Linked DNA regions of Rattus norvegicus: region 1 is linked to region 2. A link is a contact called in public Hi-C data. All regions are on one chromosome and are shown on one strand. Each heading gives the region's core, a stretch centred on a gene start, on an enhancer-like site or on the middle of the called end of the contact. The rest is flanking DNA. Distances are from core to core; before and after follow the strand shown. Region 1 holds the start of Srgap1 (SLIT-ROBO Rho GTPase activating protein 1). Region 2 holds the start of Kics2 (KICSTOR subunit 2).

What was found. Hi-C and Micro-C count contacts between places; a contact is called where the count stands out from the background.
Region 1: a contact with region 2 is called in a Hi-C map of Schwann cells, with 4 times the contacts expected there. The contact joins the promoter of Srgap1 here to the promoter of Kics2 in region 2. A contact is called at or near these places in 5 of 12 Hi-C or Micro-C datasets (the A7r5 cell line, Schwann cells, frontal cortex and 2 more).

Annotation. Positions count from the first base shown.
Region 1 is chr7:59,476,459-59,481,003 of GRCr8, forward strand. It overlaps Srgap1 (SLIT-ROBO Rho GTPase activating protein 1), which reads right to left and starts at 3,067. Exons shown (of 22, transcript NM_001191784.2): 1 at 3,001-3,067. The coding sequence starts at 3,067.
Region 2 is chr7:59,166,942-59,171,222 of GRCr8, forward strand. Kics2 (KICSTOR subunit 2) reads left to right here and starts at 2,762. Exons shown (of 3, transcript NM_001109287.2): 1 at 2,762-3,024. The coding sequence starts at 2,790.

The DNA of each region.
Region 1 (4,545 bases), core at 1,817-4,316, 310 kb after region 2:
TGGTTTTATTTTTCTATACTATTCATTCAGTTCTAATTTAATTTCCCAAGAATTCAATTGGTTTGCTATGGAGACAAAATTAAAGGCAAAGAAGATTCCATCCACACCAGGTCAGCAAAGGGAAAAAAAAATGTGAAAAGCTTGAACATTTTGTGAAGCAATTAATAGGAATTTTCAAGACATCTCTAATTTGATCAAAGACCCTGGGGACTGAGAAAAATCTAAATTCATCTTAGATAAGAAAAACCACATGAGAGAGAGAGAGAGAGAGAGAGAGAGAGAGAGAGAGAGAGAGAGAGCGCTATCCAATGTGAATCATGGAACTAAATGGAGTTATGGCCTCACACATGAAATGACCCACTATAACCGGAGACTGACGACAGCCCCAGGTACTCTTGTTCTCACACCTTTGCAGGCAGCCAGAGATCAAAATCTTCCATCTTGAGTTATATTGTCAGATCAACATGCTATCCCAGGAATTCTGAGGTAACTGCAATTGTTATCAGGGAAATAGGAGATAGCAAGAAAGAACAATACCCACAGAGTGTTGGGCTTTAAGTTGGAAGGCGGAAAAAAAAAAAATCACCTCTTATAGGAATGATTCAGAATCACCCATTCCGTGGCCCCAGCCACCTAGAATTCACATGTGGCTTTATTCCTTCATTGGGAGCACACATAATGCATCCAACAAAGCCAGGCTTTCCCTCCAGCCACAGGAAAGGTGGGCTTCTTTTGTTCAGTATCAGATGAAGTAGCTTAGCTGGAATCAAAAGAGTAGGTTATTCCAAAACTATACATCTAAATGCTGGCCTGGCCCGAGCAAGGCTACTACTACACAGCCATCCAGGAGGGAGCAAGGTAGTGATCCCGTTGGGAACCCAGAGCTGGTCTTAGGTCAGCTTCACTGCACAGAACAGCTGGCTTTGCACACCCTGAGCTGTACTTTCTCTCTCTCTAGGTTGTGCCCGGGCCCAAGTGAACTCCTGGGTGTATCTTGATTGGGTTTGACCTCACTGAATTAAAATGGCCAATTACCATGTTTACATATGAATAGAGAAATCCTAGTCCCCGACACCCCCCTACCATGTGTGTGTGTGTGTGTGTGTGTGTGTGTGTGTGTGTGTGTGTGTACACGCGCGCATGCCCATGTGTTTTAAAGTCTGGCCACAGGGTAAGGTCAAGCAGGGAAAGGCAGGTTTACTGAAGTCCTAAACTTAAGAACTGGGTGTGGGCAGTGGAAAGGACTAAGTCCACTTTTTGTGGACTGAATTGTTTCAGAAATAGCTTACACCAGGTGCACAATTCTTCCTTAATTTTGGATTTGATAGATATGTTCTAACAAACCCCATTCGTTTCATCTTTAATGAATAAAGATGGCGTATACTCATATTACAGAACTTACACCCTAAGGAAATTAAGGTAATATTCAAACCTTTCGTCCCTGCGAGTCCTGTCCTTTTTCAAATAAGGACCCAATTACAGGCAAATGGCTTACAGTGAGACACCTATATCAGGAGACCTTTTTGAAAATGAATGCCAGGAGGTGCTCCAAGCAGTAAGACAGCCAGATTGTCACTTCTATGTGGACAACGTGCACAGGGATATGGTGGTTGTTATCAGGAGTCCTTGCCTGTGAACGGTTTGGGGCCATACATTGGAGAAAAACATGTTATCCTCATTAGAAAGTTTACCTGACCTAAGGATATAATAACTTCTCTGCTAATATAACTCTGACATCCACGTTGGGAGTTCCTAGAAGTATGAACATGACAGGCAGAAAGAAACTGAGATTCAACAAATGCTCAGCCTAACTCCCCTATAAAGGTCAGCCTGAACTCCAGTGGAGTTTGCTGGGACTTGGTCTTGAGTCACCCTCCTGCTCAGGTGACCCAGAATTCCCCAGCCCCAGGTCCTCTACAGGACTCCAGGGATTTTCACAACTTCACCATACAAAAGGACACCCACCGAGGCTCCAGGCTTCCCTAAGGCAAGCACTCACTGTTCATGTCAGCTCAGCAGCCCTGTCACAAAACTCTCTGTAAGTGCAGGTGTCCATACAGCAATCTACGTGAACTTTGCATTAAATGCACCACTGAACGCCAGAGATCCTCACACCCATCCATTGTCTTCATCAGGAAATGCGGAGACCACACAGGGGGGTGGGGGCGGGGCAGCACTCATAGATGTTTATCAAACACTCCCGTGCAAAACAAAACACTTGAATTGGAGGGAAAAAACAATATTTTTAAAGTACGAAACACAAAAAGTTAAAAAAAAAAAGGCTTAATCAACCTTAATGAGGTCGCCTCCATTAGTTGACTATGTGAAGGGACTGAAACTACTTACTCATATATTCAAGCCTTCATTTCATATGCAAGTGCTCCCCAGCAAATGATAAAGCAATATCCTCCCGTGAGTGTGAAGGATGGCACCGGATTCCATCTATCAAGGAGGAGTCAGATTCCAGTAGTCGCTGGAGGTTTAACTGCCAGGGCTTGGAGAGAGCTCTTTTACAAAAGCAAGACTCGCCCTACTAAATTAACCCGGGGGAAAGCGTGCATGTCTGAAACAGCCTTCACTCAATGAAACGCTCGACCACTGAGTATTCACACTTTACAAAATGACTCCGTGGGGTGGGGGTGGGGGGTGAGGGGGATGCTGTGACAATGATTTCCCATAAAAAGGATGGTGATGATATGACAACTGGGCAGGAACTCTGGGCGCTGCCTTCCGTCCCCAGTAAATCGCCAGCTGAAGGTGATTAAGTTCCAGCCTGTTGGGAGACAGGAGCTCCAGCCTGGGGAAGCCACCTGGTAGCCTGTACCGGTGGGTCCGATCAGGTTAGGACTGGCTTAGAGGAGGCCCTGGGGGATTAGCCAGGAGCAGAACTGTCCCCTACCCACCATCCGCCCACGCAGACACCAAGTTACACACGGAACTCCAGGAGCACAATGACAAGCAAGCACACAAAAGGAGCGAGGCGGCCGCTCCCACCCTTACCTTTGACTTGACTTTCATACTCGGCTATGATCTCTTTGTCCTTCTTGAATCTGCTCGGGGTGGACATTCTCCGGCTGTTCCGGGCTTGCTTTCAATGGGCAAGTTCTTGTCGGGTGGTCACCGTCCAGTCTCCGTGGAGGAGCAGAGAGTTGTACTCCCTCTCGCAGAGAAGCCAGAGGCAGCACCCGCGGGAGGGACAGGAGGGACGGGAGGAGCGAGAGGAGGAGGAGGGAGAGGAGCGATTAGAGCGAGCCGGGCGCCGGCACCATGCTCTGGGCTGAGCCGCCCTGGGCGCTGGCGAGCGGGAGCCCCAGCCCGCGAGGCCGGCCGTGCAAAGTCGGGCGAGTGGGGGGCGGGGGGCGTCTCCCGGCCGCTTCCTCTACGGCCGCCGGGCGGACGCGGGGATCGCGCGATCGCCGCGCACCATTGTTGAGACCCGCGCGGGGGTCGCGCCCCGCCGGCCGCCGCCGCCTCCCTTCCTGCCGGCGCCCGGGGCTGGGATGCTGCCGCCGCTGCCGCCGCCCGGCAGGCCGAAGGGATGGCGGTTCTCACGCGGGTGCGATCGGCGGGACCCGAAGGGCGGCGGCGGCGGCGAGGCTCGGACGCGCCCCGGTCAGCCCGGCGGAGTTGGCGGATCTGGATCTGGAGCCGGCGCCGCGAGGGTCCTCCGCTGCCTCGGTCGCCGGCGCCTCGGCTCTTTCTCCGCCGCCCACTGGCCGCTGCTGCCCCCTGGCGGCCGCGGCTACACGCGCACCCGGAGCCGCGCCCCCGCCCACTGCGAGCCCAGACCTTGCCTGCAAGGAGAACCTGTGCTGCGGGTCCTGAGGATTTAGGCAAGGCGGGGCTCTGTCGCCCAAGGGGAAGGAGTTCCTGGGACGATCTCTTCCTTGTCCTGGCCCTGGCCCCTCCCCCGCTCTGAGCTCGCCCGGGAGGATGGGTGTCCCCCGTGGTCGAAGTCTAGAGTTGGATATCACCCTAATAGAATCCAAGACACTGTACTCCAAGAGGAAAACTGAACGTTGGGTTATGAAGGGCCTGCCTGTTGAAAATCTAAGAGGATGAAACTCTACCTTCGAGGCAGGGAGGACATCTTAAACACTCTCAGGCCTCTCTTGTCCCTGCTCAGGTTCTAGGATGTCAGGGGGCAAAGTGGTGTGCTAGGAGTCTGTCACATTTAAGATGTTGCTAGACTTCGTTCGGCTGGGTTTACTTTTCCTGGCTCCTTCAAATAATTTCCAAACGCTGGGGTCCTGATTTATCAAAGTGATTCTGGCAAAGGGGTATCCGATGGCCAGAGTGTTTACACTGAGAGATGTAAAGACCGGAGAGAGGCTTAGACTCTTCTCTTAGTTGGCGACATTAGTTCTTAGTGCCGACTGAACACAAGCTAGGCGCGAGGGGACCAGCGTTAGGCACCTGACCTGAAGGATCTCACAATAAATCTCAGCTTAAGTAAATAATTACAGGCATTATGATAACGCTGTAGAAATAACGGTCTCATCCAAGAACAGGGGTGGGGAGACGGAGGGAAGGAAAAATGGACTG
Region 2 (4,281 bases), core at 1,512-4,011:
CCTTATAAGAGTTGCTTTGGTCACAGTGTCTGTTCACAGCAGTAAAGCCTTAGCTAAGACAATCTGTAAGCCCAGTTCTGGAGAACCAAATGTTCTTTTCTGGCTTTTGGATACTAGGCATGGACATGGTACTCAGGCATACATATAAGCAAACATTCATAAAAAGAATAATATAGAAGAACACTCATACACACAAGATAAAAATATGAACTATTATCTCATGTGTCAGAGTTGTCATTATTAAAAGGACAAGTGATAATGAGTATTGAGAGAAGGGAACCCCAGCCCCGCTAGAGAAAGCATAAAGTACTACAGCCGTGATAGAAGATCGTGTAGAATTTCTAAAACATTAGCAATCAGACTACCATACGGTTCAGCTGTCCCATTTCTGGGCACACATCCACAGGAAGCCAGCGACTTTGATACCCGTAACCCTGTGCCCTCCGTAGCATTATTTACCATAGCCAAGACAAAGGAACAACATAAATGCACAGTCACGAATGAACAGGGAAGGATACTGTGGTGCAGTCACACAATGGGATATTAGTCATTAAAAGGAAACCTGGCCACCTGTGCGGCCGCCTTGATGAACCTGTAAGAGGACAAGCTATGTAACGTAAGCCAGGAATAGGAAGGTAAGTACTGTATCATCTCATTTGCATGGACAATCTAAAACAGGTGAACTTCAAGAAACAGCAGAATGGAAATTACAAGCGGTCAGAGGTTGGGAGGAGTGGTCACATTGGATAAAGGGTAGACGCTTTCACTCATAAGACGAGTAATATTCTGCTTGCTCTGATCTAATGCACTGGGTGCTGTTTACACACTCAACACTGTAGCGAATGTACACCCGCATATTGATATAGGTCCCTCTATTTGTAATCTAGAGATGTCAAGCCAGGTTATATTCCCATCTGCAGCGCATAGTAAGAGTACCTGCACGGTATATTTAGCATATGTACCTGCACAGTATAGTTAGCATCCCTTGAAAACTAGTTTGGGGAGTGTGCACACAGGGTTGAGAGGTGGCTCGGTCCATAAAGCAACTGCTATGCAAGTGTAAGGACCTAAAATCAGATCCCCACAAAAGCTGGACTTGGGGCAAATGTTTAAATCTGGGCTCTGGGTGGGCAAAGACAGGTGGATCCCTAAAGCTCATAGGCTAGTTAACTAAACAGTCTGTGTGCTCTAGGTTCAACGAGAGATCCTGTGTCAAAGACTAAGGGAGGGAAACATTAAGGAAGACCTGAAATAATATCTGGTCTCTATGTGAAAGCACACACGGGTATGTGTACTCTAACACACCTGCCCACACTCATGTGAACATATGCCCCTACGAAAAAACATAACAATATTTTAAACTTATTTTGGGCCTGGGCATCATTGACACATAGTAGGCAGAGGCCTCAGACTGTTCAAGGCCAACTCTGTCTACACAGTCCCTTCCGCAAAAAGAAGTTTCACTTCCTAAGGAATATAGTAGCTTAGCTTGCATTTCTTCAAATGGTTCAATTGGGCATAGAAATTGCGTTTTATATTTCTCTTGAGACTTTCAAACACTTATTTGTTTTTGTGTGAGTATACCTGTGTGCTCATGTGGAAGTCAGGAGACAACTTGCAGGACTCAGTACTCCTTACATGGGTTTCCAGGATCTGACTCTGGGCCTCAGGCTTGGCAGCAAGTGCCCTTCCCTGCATAGCCATCGCAGCAGATCCATAACCTCTTGTTTTTATTGGTTAGAAAAGGATCTTGGTCCACCAAAACTTAAAACATTAGCCCTTTATCTGGCATATCTTGTAAATATTTTTCCTAGGTTTGCACCATGTTCTCTTGATAGGTGAGAAGGATTGTTAGGGGCTGGGAAGAAAGTTGAAGGGAGGAAGTTGGAGAGGGGAGTGTGAGAGAGGGGGCATCGCCTTCTAGTCACTCGCCTTGAGGGACTAATTGAAGATCAACTTCGATGCACCGGAAAATAAACTTTTTGCTTTTGCATCAAAGAGGGGGAGAGGGCAGGAGATGGACATGGTCAAAGCATGATACATTCATGTGTGGAAATATCCCAGTGAAGCTCTCTAATTTGTATATTTATATGTCAAATACTTTAAAGGAGTGTGCATACATGTGAGCTGAGGTGGTTTGGTGTTCTTAAATGTCAAACTTGTGAAGAATCTTCATGACAAAAAGCACCGATTGATGTGAATTTATTCCTGACTCTGAGAAGCTGCAAGGAAGAAACTTCACGGAGTTTGAGATGGATGGGCAAGCTGAAGAATCTTCTAGCTGTGGAAGCTGACCGACCCCACACAGATCTGACTTGGCCAAGTATGTTTACTGATGGCATGTGTCGGTTTGAAAACTAGGCGACTAGCCATGAACTCCTCTCAGGCTTCTATCTAATAACCTCGGTGGGTTGGTGTAAAGGCTGAAAAGGCCTTGGGCTGTGATGGCCACGCAAGAACTGACGTCAAGTCCGCGTGACGTCATCTGAGCTAAGGCGATGGCCGCTTAGGGGCCTCTGGAGGGTAGGAGACGTCACGAGGCGTGGAGGTGACCAGCTTCGGGATCCGCTGCTGGTCTCTGGCTCCCGCGGCCTCGAGATCCTAGGCTCAGGAGCCTTCTAGACCCTTCGCCTTCGCCACGCCCTCTGCGAGCCTCTGGAGCTACCCGCCGCCAGCTAGCTCACCCGCCCCGCCGCGGGCACGCGCACGCACGCAGCCGCGCACGCGCGTCCCCTCGGAACCCGGAAGTGCGAGCGGAGCCACGTGGGTGGAGCTGGCGCGCAGGTCGCATGGGGGAGTCTATCCCACTAGCCGCCCCGGTGCCGGTGGAACAGGCGGTGCTGGAGACGTTCTTCTCTCACCTGGGTATCTTCTCTTACGACAAGGCCAAGGACAATGTGGAGAAGGAACGAGAGGCCAACAAGAGCGCGGGGGGCAGCTGGCTGTCCCTGCTGGCGGCCTTGGCGCACCTGGCCGCGGCCGAGAAGGTCTATCACAGCCTCACCTACCTGGGGCAGAAACTAGGTACCTCCGCCCCGCCCCTGTCCCTGAGGAGGAAGGAGAGGGTGTGCACTCCCCGGTCTGCCTTGGTCTGGGTGCCCTGTCACTCTCGGCGGCCGGCTCCACTCTGCCCAGGTCTCCTCCCACCGGTCCCCCTCCTTCCCTAGTCTGCCGCAAGCCCCGCCCACCGGCCTTTGCCATCGCTGCCTAGGTGGAATGGGCGGATGCCTTTTGCAGGGCATGCTCCAAACCCCGTGGGTTTACGATTTTGCACCGTGCATGGATTGGTTTCATAATTGACAAGTTAACTAAGTTCTATGTCCCCGTTCCAATTCACTAGTTAGATCTCACAGCGGCCTGAGGAGCAAAACCATGCGGTGGAACCTAGGTGTGTTAATAAATAATTTCATCTGGCTTCTTATACAGAGGGGAGTCCGATGCCCTCTTCAGTCCTTCAGAGCATGTTAAGTGAATGAAGGAATGAGTGGATCCTGGGGCAGGAAAGGCAAAACCTTAACTGGAGAAGAGTTAAGGGAGGGGATGGTAAACACCGCTAGCCCTCATGTAAATTTTAACCCTGAAAATAAGATGCAGAAACTCTTAACTGATCATCACTACGAGAACCATCCGTTTTTAGTTGATAAGTAATGCATAAAAGTCAAGGGCTATTGCATTCAAAGCGTTACTTTTAATAATAATGGCAAGTGAGAGCGGACTACCAGAGAATTGGGGTGGGTAGTCCAATACTTTGTTTTCTTCTTGACCCTTTAGTTGTTGAAAGTTTGAGGGCCTTTCATGAATGAAGGATTCACGTCTCTGGCATAAAAGAGAGCATACATTACATATAGAGTTGATCACCTTCTGTTGCAGTTAGCTTAATGAATACTGAGCGTTTGGTAAACACTCCAGGGTAAGGGCTTTCTGAGATCATAAGGTCTGTAGCTTCTCAAATAATTGCTACTTAGTTATTGGTAAAAAGTGGTCAGAGGTTTCACTCTTGGTATATTTTTCTCTCTACAGTGTTACTGCAGCACAAATGTGCATTTGCTATTACAGTGCTGCAATCCTATTTTCTACAGTGTAGTGAACTGGGTATGCATTTATGGGAGGTGGTAGGTCTCAAAACTGAACGCCTGTCTTGAGTTATCAGATTGAGTGTATACATAGCCTTTATTCAAAGCATGTACATATATTATAATTTATATGATGCATATTCATGTATGTCTGTGATGTGTGTGTGTGTGTGTGTGTGTGTGTGTGTGTATGAAAATTGGCTATGTT